Linked DNA regions of Mus musculus: region 2 is linked to region 1. A link is a contact called in public Hi-C data. All regions are on one chromosome and are shown on one strand. The core of a region is the stretch at or near the end of the contact, and the rest is flanking DNA. Distances in the headings are between cores, read along the strand shown. Region 1 overlaps Prex1 (phosphatidylinositol-3,4,5-trisphosphate-dependent Rac exchange factor 1). Region 2 has its middle 10 kb from the start of Gm31117.

What was found. A called contact is a pair of places that touch in the nucleus more often than the background predicts.
Region 2: a Hi-C map of the G1E-ER4 cell line shows a contact between it and region 1, with 6 times the contacts expected there. The contact joins two enhancer-like sites. A contact is called at or near these places in 11 of 39 promoter capture datasets (the 3T3-L1 cell line, 3T3-L1-derived adipocytes, the C10 cell line and 7 more), 3 of 15 datasets of contacts at CTCF or cohesin (embryonic stem cells, large pre-B cells and stem cell-derived epiblast-like cells), 29 of 484 Hi-C or Micro-C datasets (the 63-12 cell line, CD4 T cells, CD8 T cells and 14 more), 19 of 115 datasets of contacts at active chromatin or transcription factors (CD8 T cells, the HPC-7 cell line, T-cell acute lymphoblastic leukemia and 11 more) and 1 of 9 other capture datasets (embryonic stem cells).

What each region holds. Positions count from the first base shown.
Region 1 is chr2:166,667,044-166,673,401 of GRCm38.p6, reverse strand. All of the region lies in intron 1 of Prex1 (phosphatidylinositol-3,4,5-trisphosphate-dependent Rac exchange factor 1), which reads left to right. Among named protein-coding and RNA genes, the nearest start is that of Gm50596, 33 kb to the left of the region's middle. Within about 2 kb of position 3,256, at least 48 of the 459 cell types and tissues checked have an H3K27ac peak or open chromatin away from gene starts, as enhancers often do. A contact at or near this core is called in CD8 T cells, the G1E-ER4 cell line and T-cell acute lymphoblastic leukemia, where this site is marked.
Region 2 is chr2:166,772,903-166,779,260 of GRCm38.p6, reverse strand. No RefSeq gene overlaps it. Among named protein-coding and RNA genes, the nearest start is that of Gm31117, 10 kb to the right of the region's middle. Within about 2 kb of position 3,645, at least 21 of the 459 cell types and tissues checked have an H3K27ac peak or open chromatin away from gene starts, as enhancers often do. A contact at or near this core is called in CD8 T cells, the G1E-ER4 cell line and T-cell acute lymphoblastic leukemia, where this site is marked.

The DNA of each region.
Region 1 (6,358 bases), core at 2,007-4,506:
CAACATCAGCACCACCATCATCAGCATCAGTGTCAGTATCACCGTCCACAACATTAGCATCGGCAGCAGCAGCAGCATCACCAACATCACCGTCATCGTCACCACCATCACCACCACCACCACCACTACCACTACCACGAGTCACAGCATCATTCACGCAGCCCTGCTGAGTGGAGCAGAGTGGGCCTGGAGCTTATTGTCCCAGAGTGGAGTGGGTGAAGGAGCAGTTCCATGAGATTTGTAGGTGTGGACCCTTACCCATGCTGAATGGGTGGGCACAGCTGGACCTCACTCCCTAAAGACCCCATTTAGTCCTTGGCTGGTGGCTTTCTGTGTAAGGGACTGATGACCGTCCAGACCAGACAGGCTAAAACAGAGGGGACTTGGTATCCCTGAAGCCAGAACGTGAGCCACGGGTGCAGTTGATCTGGGGGTGCTCGGTGGTTCCGGGGGGCAGTATTAGGTGCCTCACCTGGAGGAAGGAGAGAAGTGGGTGATGAAAGGTAGGGTGGCCTCTGTCATAGCCAGGCTGGGGCTTCTGGGACCTAGGAGTTCTTTGGGTTCAGTCCCTGGGGTTGCAGCTGAGATTCCAGAGGACGCTTGACGGTGGCTTTCATGATGTTTCTGTGGGTGGACTTGCGTCACAGCCTGACACGTGCCCTGTGCCCTGAAGCAAGCTCTTTGGGCTCCGGTGTTAGGTTCTTGGCTCCCAGAGACTTTCCCACGACGACTCAGATGCAGGAGGTTGATCAAAAGTTCTGTTTGGGTTCTTCTCCTCTGGTGCTGCTGGCTTCAGGTGTGTCTGCCATCAAGTCTGTGGAGGTCTGAGAGGGGGCATCCCTCCCTCCCTACCCTCAAAAAAGAAAACCCACCGTTTCTACTTTTTTTATTTGGCCTGGATTTTTTTTTTTTAAATGGCATCACTAATTTTTGAAAACAAAGAAAATAAACCACAACCGTATTTCCTGTCCCCAGCATCTGGTGGCCACTTGTCATCTGTGATGTTTGGGGAAAAAGATGTGTTTTGATCATTCTTCAAAATCGGACTGTAGCAGTGTAGCCGTGTACCATTAGGTGATGATAGCCTTGCCGGGCCTTTCTCATTTCTAAAACATTTTGCAAGTAGCTCTCTCCAGGGGCCTCTTCAGATCTTCCCCCAGATTCCAGACCTGCCTGTAAGATTCCTTATAATTACAGATTTTACAATTTGTTTTCCTGTGAGGTAGAGTCTCTAGCCCAGGCTGGCTTCAGGCTTGCCATATGTGTGGACCTTGAACAGCCGACATTTCTGCTGTATCTGCTTGCTTTTGGGCAAGCACCCTTTTCACTGAGGCAAATCCCTCAGCCCCATCCCCTTTCAAGGTTAGTCTTTCTCTGTCTGTCTCTGTTTTTTGAGACAGCGTTTCTCTGTGTAGCTCTTGGTGGCCCGGCATTTGCTCTGTAGACCAGGCTGGCCTCAAACTCATAGACCCACCTGCCTCTGCCTCCCAAATGCTGGGGTTAAAGGAGAGCTTGCCTCTGCCTCCCCGCTCCCCCGCCCCCTCCCCAGCCTGCAGTTTGTTCTCTTGTATAAATTTGTAATCTGGAGCAGCAGGAAGAGGATGTGGCTAGAAGGGGCAAGGCCTGTGGATGGCAGTGATGGCTGCCAGCTGCCCTCAGGCACCCTTGCTTTTTTAGGACATTCTTTGGACCCACTTTGCGTCTCCTGTTTTATTTTCAGGCTTTTTTGATGCGCGCGCGCGTGTGTGTGTGTGTGTGTGTGTGTGTGTGTGCGCGCGCGTGCACAAACATGAGTGTGCACATACACATGTATGTGCATGCACGTGGAGGCCAGAGGGTGAACTCGGTGTCAAACTGTTTTGCTTTCATGTGTTGGATGGAGCCAGGGTTTTCTCCATCAACCCTGAGTTCTCTCTCTCCTTCCCTTCTGTGGGATTGAACTCAGGCTGTCAGGCCTGGCAGTCAGTGCCTTTACCTGCTGAGCCACCTCACTGGTCCTTCAAACACGTGTGAAATAAAAACCATTGCCAAGTGTAGACCCAGATCCCTGGACACACAGAACTGGCTGTCACTGGATTGGCAGACGGATGATGTTCACAGGGTTCTGAATAGCAGGGGGCGGGGCTTAGGAGTCGGTAGGGAAGGTAGGGACATGGGGGTCTGTCTCCAGGGTGAGCAGGAAGGAGGAATGTGCTCAGACGCTCAGATGGTGCCACTGCCGTCCATCACCATGGTGAGGAAGGAGGCCATGGGAACGGCCTCCTGCCAGTGCTGTGCAGCGTTTCCTGAGCATTTCTGGACCCCAGTGAGGCCTCAGAGGCCAACTGCATCCAGGACTCAGTTCACCACTGAGGTTTAATGAGTCTGTGTGGGAGAGGGGTTAGGAAGGCTCAGGGTCAGTGAGCTGCTTTTCTACCCCTCACCTGTCAAATTCCCTGCCCCATCTTCCTCTTCTCCCTCCTTCACACCTCCCTCCCTCCTTCACACCTCCCTCCATCCCTCCTTCACACCTCCCTCCCTCCCTCCTTCACACCTCCCTCCATCCCTCCTTCACACCTCCCTCCCTCCCTCCCTCCATCCCTCCCTCTTTCACACCTCCCTCCCTCCCTCCTTCACACCTCCCTCCCTCCCTCCCTCTTTCACACCTCCTCCTCCCTCCCTCCCTCCCTCCTTCCCTCCCTCCCTCCCTTCCTCCCTCCTTTCCTCCCTCCCTTGCACCACCTCTCTGCCAGACCTTCATCATTTGTCACACCTTGGGCCCCAGGTACTGAGGGCTTTGCAGGAGGACTCTACTTCCAGGGCACTTAGAGTATAGTTTTGGGTGGTCATTGCTCATTGGTCCTTGCAAAGGGTCTCTGACCCTGCCACCTCTAGTGTGGCCCCACACCCCTCCCACGGGGAATTTCTTTCAAGCCTCTGTTCCTGGGTCTCACCTGGTCCCTCCCCTTTCTCCGTTTGGAGCAGCCCTGTCCCCAGGGCCCCTTAGTCCCAACTGCTCCAGCACCTGTCCTCTCTGATCTCTCTCTCTCTCCCCCTCCCTCTCCCCCTCCCTCTCTCTCTCTTTCTCTCTCTCTCTCTCTCTCTCTCTCTCTCTCTCTCTCCACAGCTCTGTCTATCCTCAGAAAGCTTCATCTTTCCTATTCTAACCCTGGACTCTGGCCTTTTTTGCTGATGTACTAGATCTAAAACGTCAGACGATGGGCCAGGGAGATGGCACACGAGTCAAAGCATTTACTGTGCAAACATGAGGACCTTCGGTTCAAAGCCCAAGGACCCAACGCCAGCCAGATGAAGGAGTGTCTGCGAACCCAGCACTCTTACTGGGGGATGAGAGGTAGAGGCAGGAGAAGCTCTGGAAGCTGGGGGACGGGGCAGCAAACCTGGCATCAGCAACAGCAAAACAGCCAAGAGGCCTGCCTCAAATAGAGTGGAGAGTGAGGACTCACACCTGAGGTTGTGTGCCTGCACGCACGAGGGTCATTGTCCAGTGAGAAGGAGTTGGTTGGTGAACTTGAAGATCAGCAATAAAAGCTGAGGGAAGACAGCCAGCCAAGGGAATGAGTGCTTCTTGGCTGGAGGGAGGGAGGCTCAGAAGTCTGAGCCAAACGACCTGGCTTGTGCTCTCCGAAGGACTGGGTGTTGGTGGTGAGCTTGATGCCTGGAGCCAAGCCTTGCACCACCAAATGGGGCACCTCAAAGCCAGGTTCTTGGGCAGAGTAGACAGCAGTGCAGTTTTTATGAATGAGTCTAGTGGAGTTTTGCCTGGTATCGTCACTCTGACCCAGAGATAGGGACAGGGCTAGCATGTCCCTGCCTTCTGTCTTCAGCTGGCTAGTTTCAGGAGACCCTGGGTGAGTGGTTGATTGACAGGCAAAGCAGTCATCACTTTTTAGAAGTATGAACTCCGCTGAGATGGATTTATATGTCATTAATATCTAAGTGTACACCGAACGGCTTTGCCAGCATCGTAGCGGCTGCAGGCAGGGAGCTGAGAGCCAACCCCACTCAGCCAAGGTTGCTGGGGACAGGTGACAGAGGGGCCAGGTAGCAAAGAGACATGCTTCACGGCTCTGTCCATCCAGTCAGATTTTTCTGGTGGAATCCCACGGCCTGAGGGAAGCCAGGGCTTTGTCCTCAGGGAGGGGCTTCTAGGGAGGTGGGGGGGCTTGAGGTCTGGGTGGGAGGGGGCCCAGTGAGGCCTTCACCTTGAGGAAGAGAGCTGAGGGCCTGAGAGCAGCTGGTTCTCTGGCTGTCATCAGTGGTGGTTAGGAGATTTAATGCTGATTAGTGTCTCTTGGGGAATGCATGATTTCTCTGATAACACTGCAGGAGTGCTGGAGGCACCCTAATGTGGAGTTGCCCTTCACAGGGCCTTGATAAGAGTTATTTCATGAAGGCCTCTTCTTTTTATCACATGTGTCTGTCCATCCATCCATCCATCCATCCACCTATCCATCCAGGGGTGTGTGTGTGTTTGTATGCCGCACATTGTTGGCTTGTGTGGGGGGAAGTCAGAGAATAGCTTCTACCACTGGGTTCAGGGATCAAACTCAGGTTGTGGGTTTGGCAGCAAGCGTCTTTCCCCTCTGGGCCATCTCACTGGCCCCTAGTGAGGGCTCTGATGGTCACCTCTTCAAGGGCTTTTATTTTTTGTCTTTATTTTTTTCTCGTCAAGAGCAGCAAATGCTCTTAACCGCTGAGCCATCTGTTCATCCCTCACAACTTCTTTTGGAAGTGGCCTATAGGAGTTTGGGAAGCCAGACTCATGGGATGGAGGCATTCTCAGCTGGGTACATCGTCGCTACCCCCTCTTCAGTCCCGTGCCACCGCCTCCCCTGGGTTCTTTCCACCCGTGTCAAGCACATGCCTGGATTCTGTGTTCATTTGTGGAGGACACGGGTTTGCAAAAGGCAGGGGCAGTGGCTAGCGACGTCGCCTCCTTCCTGCTGAGGTATCTTCAAGGTAGCCAGGCTCAGCCAGCTTTCCCAGCAAATGTGACTTTGATTCACCGAAAGCTCTTGAAATTCTGTCAGCTGGAAGGAGCGCTGGCAGCGACATAGCGTTTTTTTTTTTTTTTTTGTCACCACATTCATGGGCAGCCTGTTCGCTGATGTCTTCCACAGACCTGCTGGGAAAGTGGACCACTGCGATTTTATTGGCAGCACCTTGCAGAAACTCGATCCTCAGCCGCCACTTGTAGTCTGTGCAGAGCCACTGGCTCCTAAAGTGTTTTTACAGCAGGTCCCCGGCACCCTGATTAACATAGGAACAAGCTGATAAGTTCTGCAATTTGAGAGCCACCAGGGTAGGTATGGCTTGTGTTGGATAAAGTGTGAGCAGTTTTCACAGTGCCATCCAGGGCGCTTGCAGAGCCCGAGCTGGTGCCTGTGAGTTGGGCTCTGTGGTGGATGCCAAGCATTGTCTTTCCAGTCACATGCCTGCCCCAGACAGCTCACTGAGGATGGAGTTTGTCACTCTGGAGGAAGGTCTGAGTCAGCCAGAGCGTTTGCTCCAAAGAGTGCCTGAGCTCCTGGTGTTTCTTTTATTCTTGGATGAAGGGTGTTTTTCGTGAGGGATGGGGGTGGGGGGCACTGGACTATGGAAGAACATGGCAGCCTTATTGTAACAGTCCAGAACTTACTAACCGGTCTGATTCATCCCTCCCTAGCTCCCTGTCCCCCCTCTCCCCCTCTGCCTTGTTTTGAGACAAGGTGTTGGGTAGGTCCTGTGATGGCCTCTGACTTCCCTTTCAGCCAGTACTCAGCATCCCTTCCTCCCTGGCCTGCTCCTGCCTGCACAGGTAACTCCTTCCTTGCCCTTGCTCACACCAGGGATTTGGGGTCGCTCTGGCTGCTTTCTCCCCAGCATCCCAGCTAGACCCCAATCTTGTCCCAGACACCTCTGCCTTCGAACCTTCCCTATACCTTGTTTAACGGGAATGAATTGGCCTTGTGTGCTCTTCTGTGTCTTCGGCATTCCCCGCCCCCACGAGCCCTCTGACCCCAGGGCTCTTGGGCCTGCTCAGGGTTCTCCTCTCATGTCCCTTCTGTGTTTGTTAGGCACACCTTGAGCTTTTCCTGCCCTAGTGCAGTACCAGCTCATCCCCAAGGGACTTAGCACCCAAGGTCAGGTGACCTGTGTGCTTGTGGCTCACTGAGTGCCCTGCATAGAGGGCTCCTTGTACTCACTTCATCTTCCCTTCAAGTTGTAGCTCTGTTTGGAAAAGCCCAGAGTGAGGTATGTTAAACAGATTTAACATTTAGAATTTGAAAATAGTAAAGATGGATGTTTTGGGTTAAGTGTGTGTGTGTGTGTGTGTGTGTGTGTGTGTGTGTGTACATGTATGGTGTGTATGCAC
Region 2 (6,358 bases), core at 2,396-4,895, 110 kb before region 1:
AGCCTTGACTCGCCCATATAAAAAGTAGGTCATCCGTAAGTTGATCATCCAGACATGCATTTTATTTGTAAGAATTGCCACTGACTTTGAGCTATCCAAAAGGCTAGAGACTGCTGCCCCTTGATGCCTAGCATGAGCCCCGAAGAAGAGCTGATATCAGAAAACTCTGGATTGGAGCTGGAGAGATGGTTCAACAGTTAAGAGCACTGGCTGTTCTTCCAGAGGACCCAGGTTCAATTCTCAGCACCCATTTGGTAGCTCATAACTGTCTGTAACTCCAGTTTCAGGGGATCTGACATCCTCATACAGATATACATACATTCAGGCAAAACACCAACGTACACAAAATAAAAATAAAATCCTTATTTTAAAAAAATCCACCATATGACCCAGCAACCTTAGTCCTGACTATTTAGCCAAGAGAACTGAGAGCAAGAAACAGAATCTCATACACAAACACAAGGTTATTTACTCCAAGTAGAGAAGCTTAGGCCCCACATGTCCGCTATGAGCTATGGTAAATAAAATTCAGTGCAGTGGAGAGATGGGTCATCATCTGTCCATGAATTAGGAACAAAGTAAGGCCAGAGAGAGAGCTCAGCTGAGCTGGCTTGCAGAGGTGCACTGCTCTTACAGACGACCCAAGTTTGGTTCCTAGCACCCACACTGGCCTGCTCAGAGCCACTTGTTAACTCCAGCTCCAGGAGATCAGATGTCCTCTTCTGGACTCTGAGCATCTGCAGGATGCAGTCCCAACAAGGGCAAGCCTGGTTCCAAGCATCCCTGCTGCTTTGGTGGTGGAGGAGTTAAAAAATAAAACAGGCAGATGTCAGGAAACCCTGCTGCTAAGGTCAAAGGCTGACATTTCCTGATAGCCCTGAGATCAGTACAAAATGCTGGACTCCCTTTGTCAGCGGGGCTTCTTCTTCTGGGGTGGGTGTTCAGGACCCCACACCTGAGGAATGTCACATAGCCCCCCACCTGAGATTTCTGGGATGCCTCCCTATGCTAATGAGGCATATCAGTGCCTTAGCCCTCAGCCAATGACCTTTGCCCACCCTGGATATTCTTACCCCCTTCCCCAAAACTATACAACCTTTGGCTCACCCAACTGAAGTATATGTGTACAAGCCCACCCAGAATAAAGAAATATGCACACACTAAGAAGTTCTCAGAGTCTTAGAGAACTGTTTCATTGAAAATCATCGGAGAAGGCCTTCACCTAAAGGAGCTGCAACATTAGTATCCCCAGAAAAGCACCCCCACCTGGATCAGGCAGAGCTCCACCCGTCCCAGGCTCTGCTCCACCCTTCTAGCCCAGCGTACAGCCTGGTGTACATCGGTGTCTGCACACCCTGAGAGGGAGGAAGCAGAGGCCTCGGAACTACATCTGGACCCCAAAAATGCAGACCACAGCTATGCCAAGTAGATGGTGGCAGGACTTCACTGAGCCAAAGCCCAGCCTTGGGCACAGGTATGGAGACACAGTTTGCCTTGCTTGTGTCTGAGGATAGAGAAGACTGCAAAGGAGCCTTGGCTACCCTGGAGCTGAAGTTTCATGTGATTGTGAGCTGCCCCATGTGGGTGCTAGGAACTAAACTAAGGTCCTCTGCAAAAGCAGTCAGTGCTCTTAGTGGCTGAGCCATCTCTTCAGCCCCATTAGTGTTAAAAAGGGAGAGGACCAGGATCTTTGGCCTAATGGACATGGAATGGTTGTGGAGGGATGGATCCATTGGAGAGATGGAGGTGTGGCTAGGGAACTATTGTGGCAAGAACAGCTTGAATGTCCAGTTTGGTGTGATATAAAATACCACGGTCTTTTCATAAGGAGAAAATGAGCCCATCGCACAGGACACAGCACTTGACTCAGGACCAGGCCCACAAGCTGACCCTCAGGCACCCAGCCTGAGAGTTCCTCGGATTGGGACAGATGGACGGACGGATGGAGGAGGTCTTTGTACTGAGACAGTTGCTGCTGCCGGCATCATCTCTGTTGCCAGGGAGAGAAGTGGCTGAGGGACGGCTGGCAAGGAAAGAGCTCGAGGTGAAGACAGGAGGGCCTGAGTTTGCATCCCTGGGGTGCACATAAAAAGCTGACATCGTGCTGCCTACTTGCAGTCTCAGCACTTGGAAGCCAGATGAGGAGGATTTCGAGGCTCACTGACCAGCCAGGCTAGCCAACCGATGCGCTCCATGTTCCCAAAAAATAAGGCAGAGAGTGACAAAGGATACAACACACCTATGGATGACCTGTGTCATATACATGTAATGCATGAGTATGTGCATGACCACATACACACATACATGTACACACGTACACACATACACACACATACATACACACATACACACACATACACACACATACATACACACACATACACACACACATACATAAACATACACAGAGAGAGACAGAGAGACAGAGAATATAAAGTCCACACAGAGCAAAGAGCTGCAGGCAAATATCCTGACAGAAGATCTGGGGCCCATCCTTGAACTTTAACCCCAGCCCTTCCTTTAACTTTAAAAAACAACAACAGCAGCAACAACAAAACACCCACTAGTTCTTTTTTGCTTCTTACAGCATTGTGTTATTTTTCTGTCACTTGCAGTCAGAAGCCCTGGCAGTCAAACATGCATTTCCATGGCTAGCTGCTCTGTTCTACATGTTGCCAAGAGTTCATTATTCTGATTGGTCACCTTGTCCTAGGAAGCTAAACTCTAGTTAATGATCAGGTATCCAATCAGAGAAACAGAACCCCACAGAGTGTAATTCAGGGAATGCCCCATGGGTGGCAGAAGTGAGGCAATTAACAGCCAACAACCAGGTGGTGGGAGGAAACTGCTGCCCTGTGGGTGGGGGGGGGGGTGGAGGAGGAAGGGGGCGGGGGTGGGGTTGGGTTGAGGTGGGGAGGCGGGGGTGGGGTGGGGACAGGATGAGGTGAGATATGGGACCAAGAGAAGCTGCAAAGCAGAGCTAACCTGGGGCCCTGTGATGCAAACTGGAACTTTAAGGAGCCTAAGGGAGGGGATTCATGGATGAATGTCCTGTCAGAGCTGTGACACATCAGCTACTGAAGATCTTATACACACACACATATGCTCATATCTGGACATGCACAGATGCATAATGCCCATACACATATACACATGTATACGTGACACATATGCATGCAGTGCACACACATGTGTGCATGAAGAGGCAACATTTTAAAGGTGTATTTATTTTTATATGCATTGGTTTTGTTTTGTTTTGTTTTGCCTGCATGTATGCAGCTGTCTTTGGCTACTTTGTAGGTTTTTCTTTCTTCTACTCTTTCAATCCCCTAACACTGGATAAGGGAGAAAAATGGATAGAGAGGAAAAGAAAGATCCCTGAATAGAGTCAGGGATCAGAAAAGGGTGACATTGTCATTAGACTACTTCCTGCTGAGTAGGGGTGTTGAGTTCCTTGGGGTAACTTTGATCTCTGCTAGCAGGATATCCAATTTCTTCTTTGCGCGTGACTACTTAACAAACCATGACCAACAACAACCAGCAACAACCAACAATAACTAAAAACCAGCTATGCCTCTCCAGGCTCGAGCACTTTTATACTCTCTGAAAAGTCCCTAGAATCCCAAATGTCACACAATCACAGAAACTATCAGCAGCTGGCAGAATCACATCCCTGCACGAGGCTGTGGGCAGTCCAAAGCAGCCCCGCAGCGCCACACCTGGGATTTAGATGAAAGTACATTCATATTTCTGTTTTGTTCTGTTGAAGAAACCAAAATTCTGCCGGGCGTGGTGGCACACGCCTTTAATCCCAGCACTCGGGAGGCAGAGGCAGGCAGATTTCTGAGTTCGAGGCCAGCCTGGTCTACAGAGTGAATTCCAGGACAGCTAGGGCTACACAGAGAAACCCTGTCTCAAAAAACCAAAAAATAGAAAAAGAAACCAAATTCTCACTACACACGTATGTGTGTGTGAGGGTGCCAGATCCCCTGGAACTGGAGCTACAGAGGGTTGTGAGCTGCCATGTGGCCATATGGCTGCTGGGAATTGAACCTGGGTCCTCTAGAAGAATAGCCAGGGCTCTTAACTGCTGAGCTATTCCCCCACTTTAAAAAAAAGATTGTATGTAGTTATGTATGTATGTATGTATGTATGTGGGTGTTTTGTCTGCATGTACATCGTTCATCTGCACACCAGAAGAGGGAACTGGATCTTTTTTTGTTCTTGTTGTTGTGGGGTTTTTTTTTTGTTTGTTTGTTTTTCAAGACAGGGTTTCTCTGTATAGCCCTGGCTGTCCTGGAACTCACTCTGTAGACCAGGCTGGCCTCGAACTCAGAAATCCACCTGCCTCTGCCTCCCGAGTGCTGGGATTAAAGGCGTGGGCCACCACGCCCAGCTGGAACTGGATCTTATAGGATTTCACTTATAGATGGTTGTGAGCCACCACGGGGGCGTGGGGGTTGGGAATTGAACTCAGGACCTCTGGGAGAGCAGCAGAGCTCTTAACCTCTGAGTCATCTCTCCAGCCCTGAGCTCAGGTTTTTAACAGGGTGAGAAGAGGTAAACACCCACATCCCCCCTTTCTCTCACTTCCTTCTACTACTGACTAAGAACCCTCAAAACTGGGGGGGGGGGTCTTCCACCAAAGCTGTCTCCTCTCAGTCTCCTGTAAGTCCCGGGGAGCTACTGATCAAATCTGGAGAGAGTCTCCTCAGGACGTTAAATTCGTCGGTGTTGGCGCTGGCATTACCCACACGAGATGGGCTGTAGGGTTGGACCAGCTGATGCATACTGCATCGACAGCCATTAGCACACAGTGAATGCTCAGTAAATGTGCCACAAAGGAGGCGGCCAGTCCTCATGGCTGCCATTCATAGCAGCGCTGTAGCAGCATTGCTATCATTATGGTCCCACGTTGACTGTGAGGCTTAATTAGATTTAGAGCCTAAATTTTGTTTTTGTTTTTTAATATGAGTACACTGTCAGATCCCATGACAGATGGTTGTACAAGAGCCACCATGCAGTTGCTGAGACTTGAACTCAGGACCTCTGGAAGAGCAGCCAGTGCTCTTAACTGCTGACCTATCTCTCTCCAAGCCTTGGGCTCAAGTTCTTAGCAGGATAAGAACCACCCTCCAGAGCTGCTTTTGGTTGTTACGGATGGGGGCAGGGTGCTGCTGATGTCTACAGAAACCATGGATGTAGTGGCCAGATGCTCCAATCCAGGACAGCCCCAGACAGCCCCAGAAAGGGACCGGTCTGGCTTCTAAAGTGACCATAGTGACACAGCTGTGGGGAGTGCTTTGCATACCTGCCCCAAAGTCAAAGAACTTAAAGAGGAGTGAGGTACCCAGGATGCGCTGTCACAGACCACGTTCTTCCTAAGGCCGGTCCCCGCCACTGTTCATGGGCACCATGGTCCTCAGTAGGCAGTCCCCCTCCCTGGAGAGAGTCCCTCTCCCCGGTCACAGCTGTCACTGACCACACTTGTTCCTTCCTCTTCTCTTCAAGTCCCTTTCAATTCCCACTGATTTCTTCTGGGAAGGCTTTCTTTCTGTTTCTAGGATGGCCGGCTCGGAGGATCCCTCCTCACGCCAGGCCCTCAGCAGGGAGCTGAGTGCAATTCCACAGCATCCCACCATCGCTGCAACGCCCCTGCAAGGGTCTGCAGAGGTGGAGACAGGTCAAGGCTCAGAGAGGGAGAGTGAATTCCCACAGCCACACAGCAGAGGGGTGCTGAAGTTAGAACTCAAACCCAGGGCTGTGTGACACTGCAGGAGACTGCAGGCTATCCCACCTTCCAGAAACCTTCCCATCTCTGAAATACATCCAGAAGATACAGAAAAAATGGCCGGCCCCATGTCCTTTACTGATCGTAGGACAATAACAAGACTCGCATCCTAGACCAGCTCAGGTTGAGACTCTGGGACTGTTTAGGAGAAAGGGATTCCTGCTGAAAGAGGCTGTGATTGCAGTTGAGGGAGGTTAGAGGAGCTGCCCGTCTCTGCATTAAGGGATGACTTGCCTCTGAGGGGCAGCTTGTGGGTACCGAAGAGGGAGAGGCCTTGCTGTCTGGCAGTGCAGGACCTGGCATCCATGAGAAAGATGCTTACCTTCTCCTGGAGGGCAGGGAAGCTTGAGAGATTTCTAGCTCAGCTCCAGAGCAATGGGAACAGCATGCTGCCTTCATAGACTGTAGGAAGGGAACAAAATCTTACCTGGCAGGCCTGTTCTGCTCAGGTCCTCAGGGGTGGCTGTGCTTGCTTCCCTCCCAGGGGATGTGAGGGTGGCAGTTCCAGGATGGCTACCCAGTCTGTGCAGAACAGAGTTGGTAGTAGAATCGGAGCTAAGCGTCTCA